Linked DNA regions of Pan troglodytes: region 1 is linked to region 2. The links are chromatin contacts, called in public capture Hi-C maps. All regions are on one chromosome and are shown on one strand. The core of a region is the stretch at or near the end of the contact, and the rest is flanking DNA. Distances in the headings are between cores, read along the strand shown. Region 1 has its middle 21 kb from the start of RNF149. Region 2 overlaps MAP4K4 (mitogen-activated protein kinase kinase kinase kinase 4).

The links. Capture Hi-C pulls out chosen DNA fragments and counts their contacts.
Region 1: a contact with region 2 is called in a capture Hi-C map of stem cell-derived neural stem cells, with 3 times the contacts expected there. The contact joins two enhancer-like sites. A contact is called at or near these places in 3 of 7 Hi-C or Micro-C datasets (blood, induced pluripotent stem cells and stem cell-derived neural progenitor cells) and 1 of 1 other capture datasets (stem cell-derived neural stem cells).

What each region holds. Positions count from the first base shown.
Region 1 is chr12:21,604,414-21,610,121 of NHGRI_mPanTro3-v2.0_pri, reverse strand. No RefSeq gene overlaps it. Among named protein-coding and RNA genes, the nearest start is that of RNF149, 21 kb to the left of the region's middle. Within about 2 kb of position 3,736, at least 9 of the 24 cell types and tissues checked have an H3K27ac peak or open chromatin away from gene starts, as enhancers often do. A contact at or near this core is called in stem cell-derived neural stem cells, where this site is marked.
Region 2 is chr12:21,090,930-21,096,689 of NHGRI_mPanTro3-v2.0_pri, reverse strand. MAP4K4 (mitogen-activated protein kinase kinase kinase kinase 4) reads left to right here. Exons shown (of 29, transcript XM_054678099.2): 12 at 1,316-1,526. Among named protein-coding and RNA genes, the nearest start is that of IL1R2, 140 kb to the right of the region's middle. Within about 2 kb of position 1,414, at least 5 of the 24 cell types and tissues checked have an H3K27ac peak or open chromatin away from gene starts, as enhancers often do. A contact at or near this core is called in stem cell-derived neural stem cells, where this site is marked.

The DNA of each region.
Region 1 (5,708 bases), core at 2,487-4,986, 510 kb before region 2:
GACATAAGCTTATTTACAAATGAGTAGCAGAGATAAGACCTTCACTTTAGTGTGTCTTGTTATTAGGTAAATTGTAGTAAGTACCATAAGATGCTCCAAACAATAAGAGAGCTTCCAAATGGAAAAATTGGGCACTGTTTCATGGAAGTAGTGAATTTGAAGTCAACTTTGAATGATAGTTAAGATTTCAATGGGGTAGGCAGGGTGAAAAGGAAAGGCATTTGAGATAGGACACAAAATAAGCCAAGGTTTGGAAGTGGGAAAATGGGGGTTGTGTTTGAGACTAGTTAAATTTTGAATGGAAAATAGGGTATACAGGTTAAATCAAGTAAGGCAAGGTCAGAAAGCATTTGAAGCCATACTACAAAGGGCTAGGATTCTATACCATGGAGTTTTTCTTCCATTTGGTAGATAATAGGGACATATCGACTTTTTTTTTTTTTTAATACCAGGAAATGACATGGTTCTACTGTGATGTAAAAGATGTACCTCGGCCAGGCGCAGTGGCTCAGGCCTGTAATCCCAGCACTTTGGGAGGCCAAGGTGGGTGGATCACCTGAGGTCAGGAGTTCGAGACCAGCCTGGCCAACATAATGAAACCCCATCTCTACTAAAAATATAAAAATTAGCCAGGCATGGTGGTGGGCACCTGTAATCCCAGCTACTTGGGAGGCTGAGGCAGGAGAATCATTTGAACCCGGGAGGCGGAGGTTGCAGTGAGCCGAGATTGTGCCACTGCACTCCAGCCTCGCCAACAGAGCGAAACTCTGTCTCAGGAATAAATAAATAAATAAAATAAAAATAAAAGATATACCTCATATCATTGAGAAGAAGGCACCTAAAGAGGAAAAGACTAGTGGAAGGAGACTAACTAGGATGCTATTTAAATAATAAAAACCCAATAATGAGGCTCAGAATAAGAGTGGTGGCCTGAAAGGGATCTGAAAGGAATGACAGCATGTAAGGAGAGATGATGGAGGCAACACTTACAGGTCCTGAAAACTGCTCAAATAGGCACAAAGGAAAAGAAGGATGCCTGAAAATAATGATGATGCAAAAACTAAGCTAGGTAGGGCAGCAGGAAGAACCGGTTTGGTGGGAAGATGATGAATTTGGCTTGAAGTGCTTGGCAAGACATCCAAGTCTGCTGCACAGGCAACGCAGGTCAGCAATTTGAGAGAAAGGTAAACTTTCACAATCCTAATTTGAGAAGCAACAGCACAGAGATGATTATGGAGCCATGAGGGCTGAGACACTCAGCGGGGGAGACGAAAGACTAAAGAGACTCTTAGCCAGGAGAGAACTGTGGTGGTGGGAGGGGAGAGAAGGAGTGGGGGTTGGGAAGGGCAAGGAAATGAGGAGGAGCCACTGACAATGGCAGATAAATGTTCAGAGAAGAAGACCCTAAAGACTACAGCTTTATGGCACCCAGGGCTGGACAGGCTCAGAAGACAATGGGAATAATGTCGTGTGCTGCAGAATCTTGGTATTGGCCTAAGTGTTGGGGGCCATAAGAATAGACCACTTTAAGTTGTTTGAGAAGAAGCAAGATCAGTAATTCCAAGAAGTAGAAGGGTTGAGGGAAGTGTTTTCTTTCTTGGGGAGTGGCAGACAGTAATGTTTGTCAGCTGAAGAGAAGGAACCAGGGGTAAGGGAAGATTGAGGCTGCAGAGTAGAGGAAGTGGTTGTGGGAACAAGTTTGCAAAGTGAGCTAAAAGGGTGGGGTTGATGTACAGAGGTAACGCTGGGAGGAAGGAAGTGTATTTCCTTTTTTGACACAGGGAGAAGGATGACAAGGTCAGTGTGGACACAGACATTTTTGACGTGCAGAGGCAGGAAGCTGAAATCGTTCTGGGCAAGTGACTCTTCTCTTCTCAAAAGAATAGGAAGTGAGGTCACCAGAAACTAAGATGGGGCAAGTGTTGGGATTACAGAATAAGGGAAGGAACAAAACAGCTGCTAGGAATGAGACAAGGAGTCCACCAGAAATGGGTAAACAGATTTCTGAAGACTTCTGAGAACTCCACTGAGTCTAAATTCCAGAATGTGCAGTAAAAACCACTGGTGCCATTACCCCCATGAATCAGAGGAAGCAGATGGTGGGGTCTCCCTGAGATACAATCTTGTCAGCCATCGGGATATTTCACATTATTGCTGCAAATAAAAAGGAGGCTCATACCTTATTCATCACTGTGTTCCCAATACCCAAGACAATTAACCACACTCATACTTAACACATATTTATTGAATAAATAAATGAATTGTGCAGCAAGATCAAAGTTCTCGTTAACTGCAGAAGGAGATATTAGAAGGAGAGAGGCAGTGTTATTACTAAGGCTGAGTCAGTACCCTGTCAGCACCTGCCAGACAGAAGGCCCCAGAACCTTGCATCCCTCTCCTCTTGCCTGCAGAAGCTCACCCTGCCTGGCCTAAGCCACAGAGGAGATGCATAAAAGCCCTCCACCCTCTTTCGTATGTCGCCATGCTTATCTTGCAATCTTGAGCTATAATTTGGCTGCCTGAAAATCTAACAGGTGTAACATCAAGGCCACAATCGTGGTGCGCTACAAAGATTTTATCTGCTTTTAACAGTAATAAATTGTGATGATGGTGTATAAACCAGTCGTGTGAACTCAGTTCATGGGAGGCATAGTAACTCATGGGCGAGTTAATAAAACAAGTTCTAAAGCTGCACAGCTGGGCATCAGCATCAGGATCAGAGGCAATTTTCTGTAATTATACTTCTTCCAGAAACTACCTTTCTACATTGCTGAGGCTGAAGTCAAGAAATATAGAACCTAGAGCTCCTATTCATAAATATCTTGTATTTTAGCAAAAGATAGGTGCTTCTCTCAAAACAAAAACAAACAAAAAACAAAAAACAGCAGAGACCCCATAAGGAAGGCATAAAATGAAATCAATTATCGTTTATATGTTATATGAATATTTGTAGTCTACAGACCTAAATTCTCAGAATTTCATATTTCTGGGCAGAATACACCCTTAAGGTTAAGTGACTTTGAACTTGCTGTGCTCATAGAATGCATCTTATAGACCTCAAACTACAGGGGCATAAATGACCAGGGCTGCTGGCTGCTCTAAGTCAAGGACTGGGCACTTTAACCAGGCATTTTAAGGCAGTTCTTGGAAGATGGGGACTTCTTCTGATGGCCAGCTTTGTCTTGAGGGCTTTCCTTTGGCCTTGTGGAAGCTTCTTTAGTTCACATAAGGGTCTAGGACACCTCCAGCTAGTCTTTCTTCCCTTTCTCCTTCACTCAAGTCAGACTTGCATGGGGTCTAATGTTGCTCTCAACCTTTCCCAGCTTCCTCTCTGTTATCTCTCACAGGCATAATAAAATCCTTGCCCTATTCATTCCATCCTGGAGTCTGCTTCTTGGAGGACTTGGACGGACGTAGAACCTTTGCATCAGAGCCCAGAGGCCGAGAGAGGCTGATGGCAGGTGAGAGTTTCCGTAGCATTGCTGTAGCTACTGTATAGGCTTATGCATTTGGAAATCAGCAAAACATCATTAGCAAACAAGCAAATATGTCTGCACACCCAATTTCCCTTCCCTCTGACTGAGAAATAGATATTCCTAGAGTAGTTGGTCTGGAAGCAGAGACTGACCAAGCTGAGGAGGGCTGGGCTGCCCCACCAGCCTTGGAGCCCTGCTCTCTGAACTTGCTCTGAGATCAGTGGGAGAAAGCAGCCTTTGTTCAGCCCATTTGCAAGTCTCCCCACCCCCGCCGGCAGGACCAGGCGGGTGAGCTCAGCGTGCTGGGTGTCTGCTAGGCGTTCCTGGCCAGGCCTATTTCCTTTTCTTCTGGTACGAGCATGACTATTTTGCTTTGTGGAAATAGTCTTCCACACAGGACTAGTTTTGATGGATAGCACTCAAGTGCTTCCTTTTCTTTTGGTCAAAGGTTGGGTAAGTAACTCAGTGTAGTGCAAAGCAGGGCCCTCTCTCAGAACCTGAACTGGAGCAGCACAAAACTGGAAATTGTTGAAGAATCATGCAGGGGCCAGAACCCTGAAGCGCCACTCCCTGTGCTCCTGTGTAAACCCGGTTGCTCTGCTTCTGCCCTTCAGAAGCCAGGAACTTCAGCTCGCAAGATCGTCCTCCTTCTCCTCCCCAGGGGTAAATAAAGCTTGCCCAGAATTACATAGGTAGGGAGTGTCGGGTTAGCACATAGAGTCAATCTGCCAGACTCAGCAGTGCCATGCTAGGATCTCCCAAACCACTCCTCAGAAAGCTTACCCTGGCCTTAGATGATCTGCATCCCACCATTTATACTCTGTGGTACCTGGGCTTCCTTGTCCATGTCTCTAGCATGAAGATGTTGGCTTCCCTGCCTCCTAATAGCTACTCATTCCCTCCTCAAATTTTCTCTTTCTGTGAGAAATTGTGGATAGAAAATAGAATGTAAGACAAACTCACATTTCCTCTGTGCTTACTATGTGGCAGGCCGTGTTCTAAGCACTTTATATGCATGAACTCATTTAATCCTCATAACAACCTGAGGCACCATGTTGACCCATTTTACGGATGAGAAAACTGAGGCGCAGAAAGTCCTGAGTAACCACATGGCTAGTGAGTGGCAGGTCTGCTAAATGCAGCACATTCTGCTGCGACAGAGGCTCCTTGAGGGCATGGGATTCGTTTGGCTCACAACTGCATCTACTGTGCATTTGGCATAAAGTAGATGCTTGATAAATGTCAGAACACATGAATAAACGTGTTTAAAAAATAAGATAAAAAAAGAAGCAATGAAAGAATGGATAGGGATGGGAAAGAAGGTCTAATTTTCTGCAAGTCTAATTCGATGGTGTTTTGGTTTTCTTGATGCTTATTTGTTTTTATTTCTTTTTCTTTTTTTTTAATCCTGCTCCTTCTGTAGATGCTCATTTGGGTTCTCATTACTTCTCAGGTAGGCTCTGGGTGTTTTAAGGAAATTCCTGAATGAGTCCCCCTTTTCCCAGCTGATGTAAAGGTATGATTTCTGAACCTGCTTCATTACAGTAACTATGTAAGAGCCCAATGGTGCAAGCACTTAGATGAAAAATAGATGTCGTTTATTTCACCAGGATTTAGATCAGGAAGCCTCTAAGGGTTGTGAGATGATGTGTTAGGGCCCACATAACCTAGTTCTCATGGGGAGTTTTCCATTCTTATGGGGAGTTTTCTATGATCAGTTCATTGAGGAAAAACCCAAACAAAACTTGGGCTTAGTTTACAAAATGGGCACAGCTGCAGAACATCCCTGAAAGCCAACAAGCAAATTTTTTTTTTTTTTTTTTTTTAGACGGAGTCTCGCTCTGTCGCCCAGGCTGGAGTGCAGTGGCGCGATCTCGGCTCACTGCAAGCTTCGCCTCTCGGGTTCACGCCATTCTCCTGCCTCAGCCTCCCGAGTAGCTGGGACTACAGGTGCCCGCCACCATGCCTGGCTAATTTTTTTTGTATTCTTAGTAGAGACGGGGTTTCACTGTGTTAGCCAGGATGGTTTCAATCTCCTGACCTCGTGATCTGCCGGCCTCGGCCTCCCAAAATGCTGGGATTACAGGTGTGAGCCACGGCGCCCGGCCTACAAGGAAGTCTTAGACCCAGCTTCCTGGATGGAGAAGTGGCCAAAGAGATGGTCTCCCCTGATACCAGTGTGGGTGGTGGCTAACTTTACAATTTGGTCTTCAGTTTACAGAATACCGAGGC
Region 2 (5,760 bases), core at 165-2,664:
ATTACTTAGACAGCATCTTACTATCTCCATTCTTCTCTATTCCTGACAGATTGCTGTAAACATTTTTCTTCCCTGGATCCTCTTACCCAGTGATTCTTTACCAAGGGTTGTGTTGTGTCCCCTTCTCCAGTCACTGAAAAATGTGTGGGCCTGGGCAGGGGAGAGTGCCCCAGCATTTATTGTTCCAGAAGCCATGGATGGTGAAGGTGCCATTGAACACCATTTCTTGTGGTATATAGAACATGGCTACACAAAAAGAATTTCCCCGCCCATGGACCAGCAGGACTGTGTGTGTCCTGATTTATTTTACGGTCTGTGTTTTAGTTTATCTCTGGCTCCCCAAAGTTCAGTAAAGCAGAAGGTTAAGGAGTCAGATGGGTTACATGAACCTCATAATAACTGATGAATCAGAGAATAGAGGATTTTTGGATTGTGATGTTGGGTGTGCCTGGCAGTTGTCCATGCTGCAGTATGTGGCTGATGAAGTGAACAAAGGGAGGGTGGAAGGGCATCTCAAGTGACCTGTGGGGAGCCGTGTGCCAGAGAATGGGACTTGGAACAGAGAGAAGCGAATTTATTGAAGCTACTTCATAATCTCTCTTTCTTCTTATGTAGGAGAGATTTTAATCCATTTTAGACTAAGAATTTCAGAGAAATTTGAACTGATTTCATGAGCAATGTAATTGTTTTTGAATAGGAGGAGCACTGTATGACGAAAAAGGCAATTTAAGGAGATACGTTTGCCATGCTGCTCTGGATGCTGTGGCAGTGGAGAAGTAACTCGGTGGGGAGGTCAGCTAGGAAGGGTGTGTTTAATTGATCTGTGCAGTGGCTAATTCGTAGGACCCGCTTGGGCTCAGCTGCTGACCTGGAAATAGGAAAGTGGGAGGGAATTATGACAGGGCTTGGTGGTTGACCAGACGAAGACAAAGGAATGGTGTAAACACTGAAGAGTGGTCTGATGGTTCTGTTTGCTGAAGAAAAAAAAGTGGTTAAAGGACTAGTGAAATCAAAGAAGGTGATTTCAACCTTTCCTTTTACTGAGTTTGAATTGTTATGCGAATCCTAAATAGAAATGTCTTGTCAAGCAAACATCTAGGACAGCATTTTAAGATATTTACTAAATTAATAAAAGAAGATATGGGACTATTGAATTGTAGATATAGTCATTTCTGTGGATGTATTAGTTGTCTCCCTGGAGTCAGAGGAACTCAGAGAATGAATGTAGAAATGGGATAGTATGCTGGTGCTATTGTCTCACTTATAGGACAGTGTGATCGGTGCACACCCCTGAAAGCCCTGCTTTTTCCAACAGTTCCATTGTGAACGTGCCTGGTGAGTCTACTCTTCGTCGAGATTTCCTGAGACTGCAGCAGGAGAACAAGGAACGTTCCGAGGCTCTTCGGAGACAACAGTTACTACAGGAGCAACAGCTCCGGGAGCAGGAAGAATATAAAAGGCAACTGCTGGCAGAGAGACAGAAGCGGATTGAGCAGCAGAAAGAACAGAGGCGACGGCTAGAAGAGGTAGCAAAAGGAAAATGTCCAAGTTGGTCGGTCTTTTCTCTTTCTGCATTTACACTGGTAGTTAGCCACTCAGAGGAATATCCTCTGTAGCTTCCTGGGGTAATACTTATCCCCTGGCACAGCTGTTTACATAACTGGTGAAAGAAAGCTTATGCTTTGGACTGGCAGGCCTTCACATTCCTTGAGGCCTTAGAAATGTTTTCCTTCCTTGTGAAAACTTTAAGGATCTGCCCCACAGTTACTCATCAACATACTGTGTTAGATGCAGAGCAAGTGTCCCAAAGATGGCATCAGACCAGTTTTGTGAAGTCTTTTTGCATTATGGTTTAAGTTGGCTTGCTCAGGATTGACCTGATTGCTTTTCTACTCTCAGCCTCTGGGTCCCAGTTTGTATGTGCATATTTTTCTGAAACTTCAGACTTTTTCACATGAAAGTTTTTTTTTTTTTTCTAAATGCCTTAACCTTAGGTATACTCAAGAGTAGGGGATGCAGATGAGGACAAATGGCTAATGCAGGGCTTAATACCTAGGTGACGGGTTGACAGGTGCAGCAAAACACCATGGCACACGTTTACCTATGTAACAAACCATGTTCTGCAATGTATCCCAGAACTTAAAGTAAAAAAAAAAAAAAAAAAAAAAAGATAAGATTTGGACATAGAGGCGGAAACACGGGAAGAGTGCCGCGTGGCAAGGGAGGCAAGATGGGAATGATGGTCTACAAGTCAAGGAAGGACCAATATTGCCTGCAACCACCTAAGCTAGGAAGAGGCAAAGAAGGACCCTTCCCTAGAGCCTTCACACCTTGATATCAGAGTTCCAGCATCCAGAACTGTCAGAAAATAAATTTTTACTGGTTTAAGCCAAAAATAAAAAATAAAATAAAAAAAAAACCAAACGCACACGCACACACGGTAAGGGATGCAGAAAACAATTTGAACCTGGAAGTTGTAGTGTCCTCTGGTGGAGAAGTACATTTTACACCACCTGCTCATTTAACTCATTAATATTGCTGACATTGGTAATGTGGTTACCTTACAGCTTTCACGTTTTTAATGCACAGAAATATATTATTTCCCTATACAGTCATGGGTCGCTTAATGACGGGGATACATTCTGAGAAATGCATCATTAGGTGATCCGTCATTGTGGGAACATCATAGAGTGTACCTACACAGACCTAGATGGTACAGCCTACTGCGCACCTAGACTATGTGGTGTGGCCTCTTGCTTCCAGGCTACAAACCTGTACAGCATGTTACTGTGCCTTATACTGTAGGCAGTTGTAACACAATGGTAAGTATTTGTATATGTAAACATAGAAAAAGTATGGTAAAAATATGATATTATAATTTTATGGGACCACCATTGTATATGCAGTTCATCATTGACCAAAACATGGCTATTTCACTTGGGGATCAGAGGAGTCTTTTGATTTTCTTTTCTTGACTGGCTTCTGCTGCATACCTCACAGGTCCACATTTCTCATTCATTATCATTTCTGTTTTTATTTAATTCACAGACATTGTTGTTTTACCTTTTTTCCCCCAGAAAAATGGCCCAACAACAGTAAAGTCCTGTATTGATATTATCCAGTGGAATTTAACCTATTAAGTAGCAACACATGCTATTAAATATTATCCTACTAATTTAACAGCACACTTTGGCATGGAATCTTTCATACACTTTGTGTATTTGTAGTCTGGATTCTGAAAACTCTTTATAATTTGCCGCTTGTTTAGAAAAATCAGTGCCTGCTGAACTAAGGAGCCTGCAAATATTCAGCTAGGACTTTTAGAAGAAAACAGGACATACGTTCCCCTGTAGTAGGGACAACTTCGCTGCTTTTATAATGGTTTTTGCAGCTAATTTGCAAATTCCTTGTAGTATTTTTGTTAAGACTTTTTTCAGTGTTCTTTGAACGTAATAAATCTTGAATGAGTTCAGAGATCTGTTCAAGTTGCATATTGACTGTACTTACTATATTAGAATGCTTGAGTTTTGAGACTCTGGCTGTTTCTAGTTGTTTCTTGAAGTGGTGTTTTCCACTATCTTTTTTTGATCCCGGCCTGCACTTTCCTTAAGCAGGTGGCATAGACTACTTTGGTGGTTTATAACTTGAAGTGCCAAGGACCAGATCAAGTTAGCACTCATTTGTAACACAGGCACTGGAAATGTCTTTCAGGCTGTCACTAGTGAGACGAGTATCCATTATCCAGCCTCTGCATGTGGTAGGTGGTGAAGGTGAGCGATGGTAGAAGGTGAAGGTGAGCGATGGCTCACAGGGAAGAGCTGAAATTTTAAAGTCATTTTGTTTTATAAGCTAAGTAGATGCTGGTGAATGTCTGTGAAAACAAGAATTTTGTGCTTGTCATGTTTTAATTAGCCCATTATGGATTTTCAGTGTAAGTTCAAACTCAGGGTCATCTCTTTGAGCTTCTTAATTAGGAAAGATAAAGAAAATGTTGGAATGGGAAAAGTCACATGAGTAGAATTCCACTGGTTTGGATTTTTGGTCAGCTAGCTGCTTGTTACTAGCCTGGGTAATTAAGCTTTATTTACACTCCAGGTCTGAGGAAGGTAATTTGGGAATAGAGTGATCCCGTATTTGGGGGTTTGGTTCTAGGACTTCCCATGGATACCAGAACTGCAGATGCCCAAGCCCCTGATATAAAGTGGCCTACTATTTGCATATAACCTGTGCACTCCCTTCCATATATAGTCATATGTTGCATAACAACGTTTTGATCAACAACTGAGTACATGTATGATGGTGGTCCCATAAGATTATGGTGGAGCTGAAAAATTCCTGTTGCCTAGTGACATCATAGCCATTGTAACGTGTAATGGGTTGTAGCGCAACCTGTTACTCGTGATTGTGGTGATGCTGGTGTAAACTCACGTATTGCACTGCTGGTTGTATAAAAGTATAGCACATACAATTATATACAGTATATGTTACTGGGTTTATGTATTTTTACTATATTATACTTTTTAATCATTATTTTAGAGTGTACTCCTTCTACATATTAAAAACCAAGTTAACTGCAAAAGAGTCTTAGGCAGGTCCTTCAGGAGGATTCCAGAAGAAGGCATTGTGATCATAGGAGATGACAGCTGACAGCTCCATGTGTGTTATTTGCCCTTGAAGACCCTCCAATGGGACAAGATGTAGAGGGAGAAGATAGTGATATTGAGGAACCTGACCTTGTGTAGGCCTAGGCTAATGTGTATGTTTGTGTGTCACTTTTTAACAAAAACATTTTTAAAGCTAAAACATTTTAATTAGGAAAAAGTTTATAGGACAGAAATTTAAAGAAAGAAAATATTTTGTACAGATTTATATGAAGTGTTTGTGTATTAAACTCAAAAGAATAAAATTTAAAAGTTAAAGTAAGAAAAAATTACATTAAGATTAATTTAATATTGAAGAAAGAAAAACATTTTAAAATAAATTTAGTATGGCCTGAATGCACAGTGTTTATGAAGGCTACAGTAGTGTACGCTAATGTTCAAGGTCTTCATATTCACTCACCACTCACTCACTGACTCACCCAGAGCAACCTCCAGCCCCTCAAGCTCTATTCATGGTGAGATAGCATTTGTAATCTTTTATAGCATGTTTTTACTGTACTTTTTTTGTGTTTAGATTCACAACTACTTACCATTGTATTGCAGTTACTTAGCATATTCAGTATAGTACCATGCTGTGCAGGTTTGTAGCCTAGGAGCAATAGGCTACACCATATGGCCTAGGTGTGTAATAGGCTGTACCATCTAGGTTTGTGTGTGCACACTATATGATGTTCATACAATGAAGAAATCACCTAACGACGCATTTCTAGGAACATATCCCTGTTGTTAAGCAACACATGACTGTACTTTATATCATCTCTGGATTACTTAATACCAAGTACAGTGTAAATGCCATGCAAATACCTGTTACACTGTATTATTTAGGGAATAATGACCAAAAAAGTCTGTACAGATGCAGTGCTTTCAAATATTTTTTGACCCAAGGTTGGTCGAATCCATGTGGATGTGGAACCTGTGGGTACAGAGGGCTGACTATTTGAGCCATAATTGGTTCGTAGCCCTTTATTGGCATTAAGGATTTAGACAGAACTGTTTGAGGAACGGAGATTATTTTATGAATAAAGTAAGTAAAGATGGTCAGCCTCACTCATAAGATATTAAAACTGAAAGGAGATAACTGTTATCTATCAGCAGACTG